2 separate regions of the Mus musculus genome follow, and region 2 is linked to region 1. The links are chromatin contacts, called in public promoter capture Hi-C maps. All regions are on one chromosome and are shown on one strand. The core of a region is the stretch at or near the end of the contact, and the rest is flanking DNA. Distances in the headings are between cores, read along the strand shown. Region 1 holds the start of Ssbp3 (single-stranded DNA binding protein 3). Region 2 overlaps Ssbp3 (single-stranded DNA binding protein 3).

Region 1 (5,927 bases), core at 1,755-4,254:
GGAGAGGAGAAGTTGAAAGAAATGGCTTGGTCACTCTGGGATGTGACAGTATAGTACTTCCAGGTGGAAGAGGCTGTGGTGGGTGGGGCTTAGCAGAGGGCGTGGTCTGATCTAATCCTATTGTGGGTGGTGTCAGTTTCTTATCTCTTCACCCAGCCCAGAGCTACTTCAGGCCTGGGGTGTTGTTTTTTTTTCCTCCCCTGGGTCCCCTGGTGTCCCGTTAGGTCCGAATACACACAGGTATGGAACCTGTGCTGGGTTCAGGAGATACCCAGATGATTAAAATGTAGGTCTTCCCTTTCTGTCTGGTGGGGCAGACAGACAGTAAACAAGTGGCTTACACAATGGGCTGGATAGAGGGAGGACTTCTTTGTAGGTTCAGTTGAACAAATGAGATCCAAGCTGACGGGATCGGAGCAGGCAGTTTTGGAAGGCGCTATCTGTGGAGGAGTGTTAGGTTTTGAAGATAGTTGAGAGAAAGGGCTTGGGGTGAGGGGCATTCCAAGTAGAGGTGTCAGCCCAAAAATGTGCTCTAAGGGAGGCAGGAGAACCTAGTGGGAAAAGATAAGTTAGGGGCAGAAAGGCCACCTATGGGTGTTTGGGCCTGCTTATGATCTGACTAAGACTCTGGATAACTGCCAGCTGCAGCATGCTAGCTGGGGCTGGAGAAAGGTCTGTCTTCTAGGGAACCCTTTAGCTGCCTCTCCACTGCCAAGAGCTAAGACACCTCCCTCTGGTCTCTCTGCCTAGGTTCTCTCACTGTTTCCTTTAGCCAACCAACCCACTGGGAGCCTCACTCTGTCAAGCCTCCACAAAGGGCAGACCACAGAGATTCCGAACAAACAGCCCCCCCCCCCTTCCTCTCACACATGCCCAGGAAGGAGGGGCCAGTCCGTTTGCAAAGGAGAAAAGGCAAGAGGAATAGTAGCCTGTTGGAACATCAGACTATCCAGAGATTTTAAAAGACCCCTCCTCCCCCAGACCTTTGCCAGCTGACAGGCGAGGATGAGCAAGGGGCTCTGAGGTGGCTCAGCTCTTGGGCTGCTAGGCATGGCCAACCCGGAGAGGGGGCTTCGGCAGTGGGCCCCCGAAGGGCAGTGCCTTCCCTCCCCCAAGACCCAACTGGTCCTCCTCATCTGCGGGACCTGCAGACACCAATGAGTCACTGTGTTGACAAACCATCTCTGACCATTCCTAGCCCATCAAAAATGGAAGTCCAGAGGAAGGGTATGAGCAGACCGATTTAATTAGCGCGGGCTCTAAAGGTACCTTAAGTTGGCCCTATTAAATTAAACTGCCTAGGGGGAAAAATAACTGTAATTATTTCCTTTTCTCTCCTACCATTGTATTTCAACTCCCAACCTCCACGCTTCTCCCTTTCTTGACAAGACAACCTTTAAACTAGGGGCTGGCATTGGCATCCCCAAACTAGGTCTCAGTGTTTCTCTTTTCTGCCCTTCTTCTGTCTGAGCTCTGGTTTCTAGCAGAGAGCAGAGTCCAGAGGGGTCCACGGTGCTTGGCTGTATTCTAATTTAGGGAGGCTGTTACAAGTGTAGAACATTATTCCAAAAATGCACCCGGAGTCTCCTTCCTGAACCAGTGCAGATCCGTTTGCCGTGGGGCATTTCTTTTAAAAACCCCTTTTCTCTCTTCGGCAGGGCAAAAAAAGCAAACTTTAATGGTAGGGAATTATTGTTTATTTTGTTGAAATCTAGTTCTGAGTTTTCCTACTTAAAACGTGTTTTCCCCAGGACACTGACCTATCCTTTAATTGTTTGGTGTGAGGCATGTTAGGGGGAGGGGCGTTACTTGTTTATTGGAACAGCGCAGTTAAAAAAAAAAAAAATCAACCTAGGCTAACAGTTTCAAGGCTCCCCTAAAGATGTATCCAAACAGGCAGCCAATCAGCGCTTACACAGCTTTTCTGCTTGACTCTTTTAAAGAGACAGTGCCGACAATGTTTTATCACATTTAAAGAGAACCGCGCTCTAAAAACAGTATGAAAATGGGGAGCCATCCCTTATCTCACCAGTTTTTGATTTGGAGACTCCAATGAGAATACACTGCAGGTTTTTGGGTTCCTCGAGTGGACAGAAAGGAGTCGTGAGCAAAAAGCTTGGTCACTCTGCCAACCCCCCATTTCCCATTGTACACCTGGGTCATTGACAATGGAAGCTTCCCCTCCCCCCACGCCCGACTCTGGTCCCCTACTCTCCAATTTAGCTCCATTTATTTGAAGTTTGAGATTTCTGCGGCGCGCATTCCGAGTCGCGAGGCGTCCAGGTGACGTCCCTCATCCAAACGGAACCCTTTCCCGTGGAAAGGCGAGAGGCTAACTTGCCAGGGCTAGCAAACCTCAGAAATTTGAGAGAAATCAACTCTCTTTCCCTCTAGTCCAAGACCTCTTTTCCCTCCTACAGCTTGCCTGGAGCACGCCAAGGGCCATTTTCGCGCGGCTCCACTTTGGGGTTTCCCAAAGTATTTTAACGATCTAGTAAAGAAGCAGCCGCGCGCTTTGGCGCCAGCTTCGGCCGCCCAGCTCCGCGTGCAGCCCTGGCCGGGGCTCGGGAGGCAGGGCTGGGCACAGGCAGCCCGGGGTGGGGCGGAGAGGGGAGCAGGGCCGGCCGGGGTCCTGGCCCGCTGAGGGTACGCTCAGCACGGGGAGGCGGGGGCGCTGGGGGCTAGGCCGACGCGGAAAGGGGCGCGCCGGGCCAGCCGGGGTCCGCGCCTGCTGTCGCAGCGCCCAGTCCCCGCCGCGCCGGCCGGGTGCTCCAGTCCACGCCCGAGCCCCTCGAGTCACCGCCCCACCCCAACGCCAAGGCTCGCCCCCCGCTCCCCCGGCCGGGGCACGAGCGGGCAGCGGCTCGCGGAGGAGGCGCAGCGGGACTGGCGCGGCCGTGCTGACAGGCGTCCCTCTCGGCCTCCAGGCCCGCCCCCGCGCGCCGATTGGCCGCCGCGGCCGTCCGTCGCGGGGCGTGGACGCCCGCCGCGCTCCTGCCGGGGCAGCCACGTTCGGTTGAGCTCCAAGTAGACCAGCGGCGGCGGCGGCGGCAGCGGCAGCGGTGCTGAAGGCGCAGAGGGCGGCGCAGGCGGAGCCGGGCGGCGGGCGCGCGGGCCGCGAGCAAGCGAGCTGCAGGCTTCGGGCGGGCGGCGGCGCAGCTCAGGCCGAGCCGGCGCGGGAGGAGTTCCAGGGCGATGGGGCCGCGGCCGGGGCTGACGCTTTGACAGCTGGAAAGAGCGCGGAGCCTGCGCCTGGGAGGGAGGGAGCGCGGCGAGCGGAGTGCGAGCGAGCGGGCGAGCGCCGGGAGGGGGCCGGGAGCAGGGCAGCTCGGGAGACCGGACGGTAGCGGCGGCGGCGGCGGCGGGCTCGGCGCCCTCTTCTCTGCAAGCCATGTTTGCCAAAGGCAAAGGCTCGGCGGTGCCCTCGGACGGGCAGGCTCGGGAAAAGTAAGCCTCTCGCGAGTGGGGCCGCGCCGCGGGTGGCGGGAGGCAGGTGGGCGCGGGGGTCGCGCCGCCTGGTGCCCCTGGGGCCCGGGTCTCTGCCCCGCGGCGGCGGCGGTGGCGTGGAGAGCCCATTGTTGGGCGCCGGCGGAGGCTGGGGCACCCTGAAGGGGCGGCAGGGCAGCGGTGGGCGAGGGTAGTTGGTAGGCGCGGGGCAGAGCGGGCGCGGGGGTCCGCGACGAGGGTGGGCGAGGTCCCACTCGGAGCCGGTGCGCTCGGCCCGCTGGGCGCGGGGCCCTTACTTTGCCCACCGAGTGCGGGCAGGGGGCGCGTGGCTTTCTGCAGCCCCGAAGGCTCCTTTTGTCCGCCCGCGGCGTGAGGAGTGCGTGCCGGGGGCTTTGTTCGCCCGGGAGCGCTCTCCCTACCCAGCCAGCGGCCTCCCCGTCAGCCCGGTGCGCTCCGGGGCGTCCGGGCTGGGCTGGGCTGGGCTGGCGGCGCCGGCCCGGCCCCAGGCTTGGGGGACAGTTGTTTGAGGGGGAGATGCTGAGGGCGGCGCTTTGCTGCCCTCTCCAGAGCGCGCCAAGTACCCGGACTGGGACCGAGTCCGTTCGGACCCCAAAGCTGGGCTAAAGCAGGGAGCTGAAGTGGGCTGGGAAAAGGAGGGTGGCTCAGGCAGGGCTCTTGTAAGGGGCTTGCGAGTTTGCGAGACCTAGGTGGGTTTAGTCCCAGTGCCACTTGGAAGTTCAAGTTTGGGGACCGGTCTCCGGCTCCCGCGGCTTGGTGCAGCTTGTCTGTGGTACCCACCCACTAGCTGTTCTGTCTGGGGTGATAGGTACTCACCTCTTGTCGTGGCCACAATGGGATGGCACAGACCGGGCTCACAGTCACTGGCAGGGTCCAGAGCGAGCCTTAATGTGATCTGACCTCTCTCTCTCTCTCTCTCTCTCTCTCTCTCTCTCTCTCTCTCTCTCTCTCCTCTCACTCCTCACTTTCCAGGTTAGCTTTATACGTCTACGAATATTTACTGCACGTAGGAGCACAGAAATCTGCACAGACCTTCTTATCAGAGGTGAGTGGGACTCCTTCTCTTTCCCTAGCATCCAGTTTCTTGACACCCCCTCCTCCCCACTATTCTTAGAGCCTTTGTTTTCAGGAGCAGCCACTGTGGCCACCATTTTGAATTTTTATCACCTTTTGGCATTTATTGTTAGTTGGTCTTCACAGCCTTTTGGCTGGGGAAGGCCCTGCGTCCCCCTCCTTTCTGCCCCTCTAAGCTGCCTCCGCTCCCTCTTTTCTAGATTCGATGGGAAAAAAACATCACACTGGGTGAACCGCCTGGGTTCCTGCACTCGTGGTGGTGGTAAGTTTGTGTGATAGTTTTGTGTGTGTGTTTTGTTTTGAGGTCCGGGTCCAAGTGAACAAAGACGGGGGTCCAGAGCAGGCCCTCTACCTTTAGCCTCTGCCTCCTACGGACAAGCACCCCTGGGTGATCTGACCAGGCTTGGCAAGGGAGAGTGGGCAGAAGAGGCTGCGTGCTGCCTCAAGTTTTTGCTGGCATTTCTCCGCCTGTGGGGACTGACTGAATTTTGTTATGCTTTTCCATCTCACTCTGGGGCACCAAGCAGGGGGCTTAGAAAGAGCTGGAAGGGTTTTTTTTTGTCAATCCTGCATGCTGCTTTAATTAGAGGAGTGGGGGCAGGGCGGGTGGAGGGGACACCAGGTCCGTTCTGCAACTGGCCTGTCCCTTATGTTTGCGTCCAGAAACGCCAAACCTTAAGAGGTCTCCACTGGGCCTTTTCCAGGGACCATGAGAAAAGCAAGAAGGGCCGCACTTCCTGTAGAGACACTGATTCAGACTGACTGGACCTTCCTTTTCTCCGTCTCCCCACCCCCCCAGCATCCCTGCAACCACAAAGCCTTATTTTACTGAGAACCTTAACCAGCCAGAGGTGGCCTGGCAGGATGCCTGTAGCTTGTTCAGGACCGGCTCTCCTTATCTTTGACCCTCTCTCCAGGCCTGAGCAGCCTGTGGTCTTTTTTGCAGGCAGGAGGGAAGCTCAGGGTCAGAGCCTTAAGCTAGTTGTCTTGAGTGTGTGACCTGGATGTCTTGTGGGGCTGATAGGTGGACTCTTTCACATCCTTTTGAAAAGGAGAAAGGAGGAGGGGTGGCTTTTGATATGTTGGTGGAGTTGAGTCAAGTGTAGTGTCGTTGGGATGTTAGCACTACCTGACTGCCAGCTCAGGGTACTGTTTCAAGGCTCTTTGAACATCGGGAGGATGAAGTGTCTGTTCTAACTTGTGCAGACAAAATGAGTTTTTAATGGCCTTTGCCAACCACCCAACTGCCTGGTCGGAGGAGGCGGGTGGTGTGGCGCAAGGATTCCACCTGCGGGAGTGGGTGATAGGTTGGCTGTTAGAGGTGAGCGAGCGTGTTGATGGGATTGATGGATCTGAGTGCTGTGGGTCTTAAAGAAACTTGGGCTTGT
Region 2 (5,927 bases), core at 1,928-4,427, 110 kb after region 1:
CCTTGTTCTTTGGTCTAGCCCCCAACAGGAGTTTCTAGGGGAAGTGAAGGCAGGGAAGTAGGCTGTGGGTTCAGGAGCTTCTGCTTCTGTTCCTAGCAGGCGTGTTCGGATGAGCTTAATGGAGACCTACTCTCAGGCTCCAGGGACTGCATGGCTTTCTGTCACCAGAAGATGCCTGAGCACCTTTTGAGTTTCGTTTCTCCCTTGCCTATAAAACAGCCTACTTCATCAGCTCTGAATTGAACCAGGGAGCATAAGAATGGTTTGAAATTGTATAGGACTCCTTCCCAAGGCCAGCAGTCAATCATTTATTCATTTGGCACAGACACAGTTGCTGCTTCAGCCTGGCTGTAGTGGCCACACTTGTCAGGTGCCATCCTGGACCTCCATGTCAAGTGCTCTCCCACAGCTCTTAATTATAAAACTCCAGTTTCTCAGTATAGCATCTGGAGCCCTGTCTGGTCTGTCCCCATCATCCTCACTCCATTGATAGAACAGTTCTTGGTCCCTAGGGCAAGGATCAGATCTGTTGCTCTCGGGTCTGGTCTCTGTTCGTCCATCAGTCTGTATGTATTCTTCTCCCAACTGCCGAGTTCTCTCCTAGGAGTGAAGGGTCTTAGGTCAGTATTCAAGAAGCCTTTGACAGAGTCTGGCCATTATCTTTGTTCCAAGGTCAAAATGGACAAACCCAACACATGGGTCTAACCCAGTCCCTCTTCCTGAAGGTGGCTTTAACTAATCCCAATAGCTCTGAAGTTGTCGGAATAGTCTGGATCTGATCTGGAAAAGTGGCCTTGTTTTCTAAGTCCTGGTCCCAGTGACATTAGAGGAGGTGGACGTGGGAGGCACAAGAGGAAATCGTATTCCAGGTTTACCTGTTCTGCCGTTGAAGGACCTTGTATCAAGTGGGATTCTTGAGTGAGTAATAAGGAAAAGATAGGGTGTTCCTAAAGAACTCTAGGAGGTGGACAGGACCGTGAGTGACAGCTTCACATATTAGCAGCTGCCTAACGGTGCTAGCTGGCTGCTGGCACTGACCTGAGTACTTGACTCTTGGCACCACAGACTTGTGATTGTCTTACAGGCATGTTAAGATCTTCACAGGCACAGGCCAGGCCCCTGCCATAACTCTGGCTTCTTTCATCCCCCAGAGTCCCTCCCTCTGCCAGAGTTCTCCAACAATCATGTCTGAGCCCATGTGGCAGTGGACCAAAGGCCTCAAACCTGCATGTTTCCAGAACTCTGGTATCTACCAGGCCCATGCCTGTTGTTTCACCTTAACTGAGAAGAGAAGAGAGTCCCAGGGCATTTAGGCATGTCAGGGAGGGAGAGGTTTGAGAAACCACACTGATGGAGCAAAATGAAACCAGCAGCCTCCTGATCTCTTCTGGAGTCTGCTGTTTGGTGGGTGTTGGAGGTGGAATTCTGGGCATTTTGGATGTGTGGCTTCCAGGGCTCAGTTACCTGCTTGCTGGTGGCTGTGAAGTCGTGGATTGTCTGTTGGCAGAGCTGTGTGCACAAGTGTCTGGAGGCCGTCCAGCAGAGCAGGAGTCTCTGGGTAGATGAGGCCAGCCTCCTTAGCATGCGCCTCACTTTCATGGTGCTGTTGTGATTAACAGCAGAGCAGAGCCGGCAGGCGGGGCGGAGGCCGGCAGGAGCCAGCTGCATCAGAAACACTGTCCAATTTCAGAGTAAATGACAGTTTTTAGGGGGTGGGAAGCAGAATGCTGTGGCAAAGCAGGAATATTCTCCCTGTGTCCTGAGGAACTGATATGATTGCTATCAAGGTCCATTTCTAATGCCCACATATTCCCAAAACATGTTATGTTGCCCTGAATTGAAGTCAGAGAGCACATCTGCCATCAGGACCCTGCTAGGAACCCTCAGGGAGGAGACTGTGGGAACCTTGACCCAGCCAGTGCTGTGGCAGATTCCAGCAAGGTCACAGAGCCTGCTCATAGAGAGAAGATAATGACTTTCCTCCATCCCCATGATACAAGGTGGGAATTAGCACCCTGGACAGCTGTTAGCTCTCTTGGGGCTGTGGGGGGGGGGGGTCCCCATGGCCACAAGCCCTGATTTCTGATGTGAGAAAGAAGTAGAGAAACAGCTCGGGAAGAAATGGATGTGTGATCCACGGATAACCCAGTCTAATGGTGACTCCCTTCCAGGAGCTCCCCCAGGTTAAAGTCCTGTCCCAGGTCCAGGTCCCTATCTTTCTGTAAGCACACCTTTTCCTGAACTAGGGCTGCCTAACTCCATCCTCTGTGCCCACATTGTCTACCTTTCTTCGTCCAGGGCACATCTACACCCACCAGGCCCTGCCACCTATGATTCTATCATGGCCACTGCTGCCTAAATACTTCCTGCATTTAGTTTCTGTCTCTGAAGCTGCTGTGGTCATAGTTACACTTCAGTCTCCCACCAGGCTTCAACTCCTGAGGGAAAGGCAGGGTGCTGCCTGTTTGTGACGCTTGGTACAGCGGCTGGTACCCTCAAATGCACTGACTGTAGTATGCTGTGAGCCCTGACCATTAGTCTAAATACTGGATATTTTTTCTTTGTCCCTACAAAAAGGTGGCCAGTTAAGCAGATAACAGACACCCGGTGTCTAGCAGGGAGATCCCAAGGTTTCAGTGGCTCCCAAATCACCTCTCCTCTTTGCCCCATCCCAACCATCCCCCATGCATTTAAGATTAGACCTGATGAACCCAGAGACTCCTCCTCGAACCTCAGTCCTTAGAAAAGGGGCCGAGCAGTCTGAACCCGCTGAAAGATTGCAAATGCTCATGTCCCAGACAAGAGGAACCCAGCACTGTACCAGGGATGAAGTAATCAAGGTCAAGGGAGGACTGGGGGTGGGGTGGGGGACGCATGTGTGGAGGTCAAGGTCAGCTTCTGAATCAGTTTCTTTCTTCCACATAGTCCAAGGATCAAGCCTCAGTTGTTCAGCTTTGCAGCCATGTATCTTTACCAGGGAGCTATCTTACCAGCCCCTAATCTTTTATGCTGTGGTAGTGAACTGTGGTTTATTCAGGACCAAAAGACAAGCAAACTAGGCCAGTAGAGAGAGAGCATGTTTGCCAGCCTCTGACTTGCATTCACTCTGGCTATTTCCCATGGGATAAACCTTGGTTCTCTGCCTTAAGGTCACTGGTTTGTCATGCCCTCCCCCATTGCAAACTCACTGTGTAGCTAAGGCTACCTTTGAACCCTAGGTCCTCCAGCCTTTATACTTCTCAAGTGTGTGTGTCATCAGGCTCGACTCCATTTTCTTCTTTGCAAATAGTTGGCTTTTATTGCCTTTGTCTTTTAGGGAAGGTCTGAGTTTAAAATCAGAAAGTGTGCATAGTATTGTATTTTTCCTTACAAACTAATAAAGGCTCTAGTTTTCCCTCATCAGCCTTGAAAGCTATCATCTCATTCAGGGGATCTATCGAGCATTCTTGCGATTGGCAGGCTAGCAAATGTCCAAGGCCCTGCGACTCCTCAGCTCTCCCATTGCCGCACAAAGGTAGCTGTGCAGAGAGTACAGATGTGCGTGGCTGTGTCCCAGGAAAACCTTATAAAGAGCTGGCAGGTTGGATTTCCCCTGAGCTTACTGTAGTCTGACCTCGTAGCTGTACCCTTGGGGTCCTATGCTGCCATTCACCTCAGCCTCCATCTGAAGTCTGCATAAAACAGCGGAGGGCTGAGTCTGAGCATGAGCCGTCATGGCTATGGAGTGCCTGGACACTTTCTCTGCCTAAAAGCAGTAAGCATCCCTTTACTTCCCAGTACTCAGGAGGCAGAAGCAGGCAGATCTGAGTTTAAGCCAGCCTGGTCTACAGATCCAGGACAGCCATGGCTACACAGAGAAGCTTTGTTTCTCACAAAACAAAGAAGCAGAGCAGCAGCAGCAGGATTATCATGTACTGACTCATGGGGCACGTGTGGAGAAATCTTTCCTTGGGTGTCCCTGTGCATCCAACCAGGTCCATGTGAGCCTCACTCACTGTGAGCTCTCACTTCTTTTACCCAGTGCTGTGCTGACATCATGAAGAGATGGACAGGGAACAAGGCTGTAATGCTGGCTTTACTTAGCTCACATAAAAGGCGGTGCCCCTCTGCTGGTCCTTTCTGGTGTTTCCCCAGAGTGAAAATACTCACAGTGCATTTCCTCTCACTCTCAACTAGTGACGTCCCCACCCCAGATGCAAGGAATATATGGTCATGGGCACACCTCTCTCCTCTGTACAGAGTAGGGTACAGCCTTTCCTACCCACAAGTTATATCCAAAAAATAAAGTGGATCGTCTGTGAAGTGCTTTTGCTGTGTGTATTATCATCATAATTTTATACTGCCTCATCTATAGCAATATGTCCAGCAGGCAGGGCCACCAGTACCGCAAGGCCTTCCTACTCTAGTCTGATAGAGCCCAGTGCCCACAGAGTCGAGAAGGGGTGGAAGTGTCATGACGCTTTCTTTACCTCTTAAAACAATGTCTTCAGGTCCTCTTTCTCTAAGGATAAAAGTCAGATTTTCCTTAGATGATAATGACACTGTCATTCCAAAGCACTGTCTGAGTCCTGGGGACAGAGTAAAGAGCAAAGAACTTAGCAGTCAAACCGAGGCTGTGGGCAACAGGGGTGTGACTCTAACCCTGGTTCCACAGCCTTAAGCTTCTGCCTGCTTCTTCCAAGGAGTGGTGGGTGTAGGGGCCATTTAAGAAAGGAGCACATAATTTATCTCTATTTCTCCTTTAAAAAATAGCATATGCTTATTTTCCTTTAGTCTTTTATATTACAGAGCTATCATCCTTTACCCCAGAGTCATCTAGAATACCAACTTACATGCCATATAGTTCCTCAAGCCCAAAGCATTAGGGGTACCACCCAGTGCGTCATGAGGTCCCTTGATGTAGCTGTCACATGCCCAGACCTCACTGCACTGGTCCAGCCTTGGATGTCCTAATGAGGAAAACAGGAATAATTGTCATCCCAGAGTTCTGCATACACCACTACCTGACAGGCAGGATAATAGTGGGGCCTTACAGGACGCTATGTAACTTTCTTCAGTCTGTGGGTATTCAATGACAGGACACCCTGGCCTGGGCCAGAACCAGCAAGCCAAACTGCCAATTTCTCTGCCAGATGCCCAAGAGGCCCGTTGTGAGCTTGGCCACACTACTGCAGTGTCTGTATAGATGGTTCCATTTTTCTTAGATGAAGGATTTCCCCATCATGCCCTAGTGCGCCTCTCAAGAGCTTCAGAACAGGGCTAGCCCGAGTGTGGCGGGAGGGGCTCCCGCTGGCAGTCGTGAACCGCATCTCTGTGCAGACCTCCGATCTGTGAGCCGCAGGAGTGCTGCTTCCTGCCATGCCGATGCCCCATCAAAGCTTTTGTGCTAAACCATCAGCGTCCAGACTGTGGGGTCTGTGAAATGGCCAAACACTTGCCTCGATCACACCAGTAACAGAGCCTCCCAGGCCTTGCCTAAGTGGCTCTCACAACCTGCTGGATATAACACTATTCAATGCTGAAATTACAGAAAAAAGAATGAAAAGGAAGTCTGGGGCTTCGGGGGTCTGAAGGCAGTGATCTGGAGCCAGCTGTGAGGGAAGGGCAAATCCATTAACAGGGTTGGAGCGGTGTGAAGGCGGAATAGGCCATAGGTGTATTTTCCACCTTTTTTAAGATTCAGGAGCAGGAATTGCCCTTATTCATTTGGCTCCCCCTTGCCTCAGTCTGCTGTCACCTGACATGGTAAGTGAAGGTGGTAGAAATAAGTCTGATCTACTGCTAGTCTGTAGTTCTCAATGCAGCTTCCTGTAGCCACTCTGGGAAGCAATGGGGGAACTAGGTGTCACTGCTAGAGCCCTAGGTGGGCTTACGAGCGCTCAGCCTTTCCCGCCATTGGGTTCTTCTTTCCCCAGATGGACTTGGAG

Evidence for each region. Promoter capture Hi-C pulls out the DNA fragments that hold promoters and counts their contacts.
Region 2: a contact with region 1 is called in a promoter capture Hi-C map of liver. The contact joins the enhancer-like site here to the promoter of Ssbp3 in region 1. A contact is called at or near these places in 21 of 39 promoter capture datasets (the 3T3-L1 cell line, 3T3-L1-derived adipocytes, the HPC-7 cell line and 11 more), 7 of 484 Hi-C or Micro-C datasets (cerebral cortex, embryonic stem cells, muscle stem cells and 4 more), 19 of 115 datasets of contacts at active chromatin or transcription factors (the HPC-7 cell line, the SCID.adh cell line, T-cell acute lymphoblastic leukemia and 15 more) and 5 of 9 other capture datasets (adipose tissue, embryonic tail, embryonic trunk and 2 more).

The regions. Positions count from the first base shown.
Region 1 is chr4:106,908,466-106,914,392 of GRCm38.p6, forward strand. It overlaps Ssbp3 (single-stranded DNA binding protein 3), which reads left to right and starts at 3,005. Exons shown (of 18, transcript NM_023672.2): 1 at 3,005-3,447; 2 at 4,438-4,510; 3 at 4,740-4,801. The coding sequence starts at 3,392.
Region 2 is chr4:107,017,639-107,023,565 of GRCm38.p6, forward strand. All of the region lies in intron 5 of Ssbp3 (single-stranded DNA binding protein 3), which reads left to right. It overlaps Gm12786 (a long non-coding RNA gene), which reads right to left. Exons shown (of 3, transcript XR_003955090.1): 1 at 4,833-5,927; 2 at 4,470-4,568; 3 at 1,229-1,676. Among named protein-coding and RNA genes, the nearest start is that of Gm12786, 6.6 kb to the right of the region's middle. Within about 2 kb of position 3,178, at least 43 of the 459 cell types and tissues checked have an H3K27ac peak or open chromatin away from gene starts, as enhancers often do. A contact at or near this core is called in cerebral cortex, forebrain, liver and 4 more, where this site is marked.